Regions from separate parts of the Mus musculus genome. Here region 1 is linked to region 2. The links are chromatin contacts, called in public promoter capture Hi-C maps. All regions are on one chromosome and are shown on one strand. Each heading gives the region's core, a stretch centred on a gene start, on an enhancer-like site or on the middle of the called end of the contact. The rest is flanking DNA. Distances are from core to core; before and after follow the strand shown.

Region 1 (2,850 bases), core at 277-2,776, 1.8 Mb before region 2:
CAATAAACGTGTGCAGAAGGATCCTGTTGCAGCGTCATTACTGCTGGCCAGTCTGGCGCGCGCAAGAAGAGCGCAAGCTTGCGAGTGGGGTTTTTGCTTCTCCTGACTCTGTTCCATCAGGGACCCTAGCCCATGGGATGATGCCACCGACATACGTTCTTCTCCATTAGGTTGCTGCCCTTGATGCCACCCAGCTTTGGATAGGTTCTCGCAGACACACTCCAAGTGGGCCGTATCCTTCATTATCCAAAGAATGAGGCTGTTATTTAATGCCTCAGAGCTGTGAAAATGGTTCCCCGATCGCCTAAGGGCATTACCATGTCTAGGAATCAGGCAGACAGGGCTGTATTGAAGAAACTGATGAGAAAGTAAGATGCTCTTAGGTGATTCCAACTCATTCGAGAACTCGCTGACTCTCAAGCTAATCCGGCTGATACAGTTAACCATGGCCACAAGTCAGGCAAGGAGCCTCTGGGTCGGTAACTTGTAAGCGCCGCTCTAGCGTGCAGCGTCCAAATCATGTTCTTCATCTGGTTAAAAAGAAAAGTGTTGTGGGAGAGGAGGACGATCTTACCTCACCTCATAGGAGGACACCAAGGACTCGAGAGAAGTTTTGGATTCTTTTTATTTTATTTTTATTCATGAGTACACTGTAGCTGACTTCAGACACACCAGAAGAGGGCATCAGATCTCACTGCAGATGGTTGTGAGCCACCATGTGGTTGCTGGGAATTGAACTCAGGACCTCTGGAAGAGCAGTCAGTGCTCTTAACCATTGAGCCATCTCTCCAGCCCCGAAGTTTTGGATTTTTTTTTTTTGATTTTTCGAGACAGGGTTTCTCTGTATAGCCCTGGCTGTCCTGGAATTCACTTTGTAGACCAGGCTGGCCTCGAACTCAGAAATTCACCCGTCTCTGCCTCCCAAGTGCTGGGATTAAAGGCGTGCGCCACCACCGCCCAGCTGGATTCTTTATATCAATCATAACAATAGACATTTTTTACTTGCATAGAACTGTCAACTTTAAAATGGATTTTAAGCCCACAGATGGAATGCCAGATCTCATGTTTTGCTGTCCCACATTTCCAGCTGGGACTATGATCTGTCTCCTCTCGTGTGTTTGTAATTACTTCCCCTTTGAACCCTTTTCTTATCCGGCCCCGCCCCCACCTCATGCTTGCAAGCTTTCCTCTCTACTGGAATTGTGGACATTGCTCATTAATTTTCTAGTCCTTGAGGCAACATTTCACTGATGCAGGCTCCTATGTCCCTGAAATGAAGTCTCGGGTAGCCACGGGTGTTAGAGGAGAGCTCTCTGAGTTGCAGAACAGCTCAAGCAAGGACCTGGGGTGGTGGGTCTCCACGCTTCTGTGGTCAAGGCTGTGGACAGAGGGATGCTGTTACTGGGATTTCTGACCTTGGTCATGCTAAGCTTCCTGGCTCAGCCTCCTGGCTGGTTTTCATTGCATCTTGGCTTGGCCAAAGCCAAGCAGTTTGTGCTGGGCCAGCAGTTGTGAAATCTCCAGCAGAGTGGTATTGTTTATCTATTTTTAGAAGTGTGTCCTTGAGGCTACCAAGAATGGAGCGTGGAGGGGTTCCTGTGGTATCTCACTGCCTCTCTTGGGACTTGCCATCCGAGGACTGACCTCATTTTCATTCGCCCTCACTAATTGACTGCAGAGCCACGTCTGTGTTTCCCCAGAATCATCTCAGCTGCTTTTTCCTGCGTGCACCCATGTCTGAGCTACACACACACTGGCTTCTCCCCCAATAGAAACTGATCCTGGTGCCAGGCACTGCTCCAGTACATTTCTCTATAGCCACAGAGGAGATGCTGTAGACCAGTGGATCCCGATTTACCCACGGGTCTCCACTTTCCATAAGCTGTTAAGTAAGGGGAAAATGCAGACCTGTGACAGTTGATTCTAATCTGACACAAGGCAGCTAGTTGAAAATGTGGCTTACATTCCCCACTTCTGTTCTCTACCACCCTTCCCTTTACACCATTAAGGGATTTGGCCATTATTGTTTACACAGTTTCACAGAGCTTGCATTAGCTAGCAAGTCATCAAGATCACCATGACCCAGGAACATGGTGGGAACAACCACAGCTTATGTCGAGTGAATTCTGAGTAAGCTACTTGAGAACTAGGCATTGCTCATCTTTCAGTTCCATTTTTGCTCAGGATTTGGAGACAGTAGATCGTTCCTTAATATCTGTGAATGAATGAATTTCTGCATCGTTGGCTTCAGAGTTGGCAGACTCAGTCCCCAAGGGTTACAGGACAAAGTGTAGAGTTCAAACCGATATTCACTGTCTGAGTCTTTCTCTCTGCATCTAGAGAAAAGAAAATATATGAAAACAAACACTACCCCCAAGCAAGCCTTTTCAACCATCAAATCAGACCTTGCTCTTATTATGTCCTGCTCTTTCAACCAGTTCTTTGTCTTAACTAGGCAGTTTTGCTTTGTAACATAGTATCAGGCAATGACACGGGTCATTGACTCCTAAAAGTGCACCTGCCACCTCTTTTGGTGGGGTAGGGGTGGGGGCGGTGAGAGTATCGACAGACCCAAGAAAGAACATGAGAATAAAACTCATTTAACAAACCCACAGTAAAATGGATAATAGTTTTCAAAGATTTTTCTTTTTACTGCCAAAATATTATGAAATAAAAGAATCAAGGCTCCCCCTGGTTCCTACTCTGAGGGCTGGGTCTTCTTGAGTCTAGCCAATTGGGTAGTGTTTTGTTCAGATTTAATTTGGTGATTTTCTTTTTATATTTGATATACCACCTGTGTGCCATATAATCTGGTTTTTATCCCCTCTCAGAGACACACCTGGATAATCG
Region 2 (2,974 bases), core at 431-2,930:
AGACCAGATCTTTATGCCCTGGAACCCAGTCACCACCACCTGGCATGCACGATACATTTTCACCCTTGGTTCTGTTAGGCCTCTTCTAGCAGAACTCCTAATAGATGGAGAGACTGAAAACCTGCAATAGTAAATAAATCTAACAACTGAGCTCCAGTGTACCCTTGCACCATTGAGGTGTCACTGATGGCCTGAGTTTCTTTTTCTTCTCGTTTACATCATAAGGAGGAGGAATCCACCATACAAGATGGAAATGCTGGTCATAGATAAGAAACCTCTTGTGTCCTCAAGGCATGGCAGGAATAGGAGAGAAAGGGACTGGGAGTCATACATTAGGGACCAGAGGAAAGGGTTCGAAAATAATGACCAGAGAGATTTCAGTTAATATGAGAAGTAGGTCCTATGAAAACAGTTACTATTTCAGTCTTGAAACTCATGCCAATCATCCACTTATCCAATAGTAGAATAATTCAATGCCAGGCATCCTCTTGAGTAGATGAGAGGTACAGATGAGGTGATCTTGGGAGTGAACTGAACTGAACAGGCATCAGCCTACAGTCCTGTTTGTGGTACTGCCTTGGGACCTGTCTGAGGGACCACTCTACCACATCTGATACCCTCATGAGTGGGCAATGTGACTCCCAGAAGGCATGGTTATCAAATGAAAATCCCAGGCATGTGATAACACCCTATGAGTCAATGGTTATGGGAGGCCAGAGTCTCCCCAAACGATACGAACTATGACAACTGCATTGAGTGCTAAGCGCTAATCTGGACTCTATATCAACTCTTCGTCTCTATGTGAGGCTCAAGGAATATCACAGAAGAGAAGGCTGAAAGAATTTAAAACTTGGAAAATTGTGGCCGTGGTTAAGAGCACTTGCTGCTCTTTCAGAGGACCCAAATTTGGCTGGAATCTGAAATGTGGAGCAAAATTTAGCTTACCTAACACACTGAGAGAACAAAATGAAGCAGAAGGTATGAATCTGTTTTTATCAATGTTCAAAGTTCCATGTGATTGGAAGGAAGTGACTGCTTGTGATGGAGGCAGCCATCGAGGAGTTCCTTATGAAAGTTAGAGAGAAGCCATTGTGGAATATGTTCCATGATCCTGGGCAAAGCTCTGGTACCATTCCTACATTTCTGGGGATCAACTGCAAAACCACAGAACAGCAGTGTTGCCACCAAGTCTGCCCCCTGACTGATGCCTCTCCCCTCCAGAGGGAATACACCCCACCTGGAAGCTTCTGTCTTTATCACAGCCTCAATAAAAGACGATGGTTGTCTGAGACATGATTTGCCATGGTAACATTTCAACACACAGGAGATTTCAAAGATTCTCAGCAAGAACCTGGCTGAAATTAGAAATTTACACTAGACGCACGACGGTATAAATTCACTTTCCAAACATTTGTTCTTCCCTAGGTTTGCAGCTTTTACTCCAGAACAGCCCTGTTTTGCTGAGAGTTTCACACGCAGACTGCAAGAGAAAGCCGAGAGAGGAAGTCTGCCCCAGCCAGCCAACCTGCCCTGCCTTCAGGACGAGCACATCTGGAAGCGTTTCAGGAGCAGCCTCTGCCTGCACAAGGCTTGGGTTCCCAGAGGCTGCAGGAGTGGAAGAAACCCGAGCCATTCAGGCAACGCAAGCGCAAGCGGAGGTGGGTGTGGACGGCTGAGGCACACTCAGGGCTCGCAAGCCATTTGGGATTTCCAATGGGATCTGGGAAGCAGCTGAAGCAACAGGCAGCTTAGTGGTCCCGCGAGGCCAGCCGCAGTTTGAATGCTCAGCTCTGCAGCGGTTCTGGACCAAGTTGCCCAAAGCCTACCCTCACATCCATCAGGTAAATACAGCAATTACAAGCAAGATAATCTTTCCATTTCACCCTTTCTGTCTACACCACTTGTTTATTTTGCTGTGAACTCAGAGAAGTAACTCGGAGGAGGCAGACTGCCCCCTTCACAGCCTCAGCCTCCAGAAGCCCCCTAGTTTGTAATGTAACATCGTAAAGAACCTTTCTATTGCAGCAAACCCAAGACGCTCACTGTATAAGCTTTTCACATCTTGCTATTTTTGCAGAGCAGAGGCTAGCCCTATTCTCCCATCTCTGCCCTAATGGTGATTTGTTTGTTCGTTTGCATTGGATTTTAAGTTGCATTGGGGATCAGGAGTTAGACATGACAGAGATCAGTGTTCGCATTTAATGTGAGTCTGTTTCTGAGCCAAAATGACATAACTGAGTTATGATTCATGTTTTTGGAATCTGTCCTGAGAAACTCTTCAGGGGCCTCCATACCCAATAAGAGAACTGGCAGTTAATTCTGTGGTTTTGTTGTGGTATGGGAGTCACAGTGTTTGATTTAGCATCCAAAGACGCAGGATGTTTGTCCTATGCAGCCTGCTGGCCAATAGGACGCTGGTGGGTTGGTTTTGCCTTTTTTTTTTTTTTTTTCTTCTCGAAATGTTTTGGTATTGCGCTTCTTCGAAATATCCTTTTGGTATTACATAATGGAATTCTAGTTCTCCCTCTGATACAGCCAACAACAGAGCTGTGCCCTACAGTAATGAAAGTGTGGGCTGTGTGCCACCTGGGAAGACTTTCATAAGCCTGATTCTGGTCATATCTCATCCATGTGCCTACATTTTCCTATCTGCAAAATGGAAATAAAGTGATACAATGTAACATGTGACACACAGATACAAAGTAAATGTGGCACATAGGGCCAGCTTCCCTGGCAATGCTGATAATGACAATGAAGGTCACAGAAGTGACACATGCTGAACTGGACAGGTCCCTGCCCCGGACATTCTGATGTTTTTGAGTGTTCCTCATCTCCCAACATGTTTTTTCCCCAGGACCCTGCTTTCTTCATCCTTCCACAATAATACCTAAACCCTCCATCTCTCTCTCTCTCTCTCTCTCTCTCTCTCTCTCTCTCTCTCTCTCTCTTTCTCACACACACACACACACACACA

Evidence for each region. Promoter capture Hi-C pulls out the DNA fragments that hold promoters and counts their contacts.
Region 1: a promoter capture Hi-C map of pre-B cells shows a contact between it and region 2, with 4 times the contacts expected there. The contact joins the enhancer-like site here to the promoter of Glt8d2 in region 2. A contact is called at or near these places in 6 of 39 promoter capture datasets (the 3T3-L1 cell line, hippocampal neurons, liver and 2 more).

The regions. Positions count from the first base shown.
Region 1 is chr10:84,479,782-84,482,631 of GRCm38.p6, reverse strand. No RefSeq gene overlaps it. Among named protein-coding and RNA genes, the nearest start is that of 4930463O16Rik, 7.1 kb to the left of the region's middle. Within about 2 kb of position 1,526, at least 64 of the 459 cell types and tissues checked have an H3K27ac peak or open chromatin away from gene starts, as enhancers often do.
Region 2 is chr10:82,689,356-82,692,329 of GRCm38.p6, reverse strand. It overlaps Glt8d2 (glycosyltransferase 8 domain containing 2), which reads left to right and starts at 1,680. Exons shown (of 10, transcript NM_029102.3): 1 at 1,680-1,841.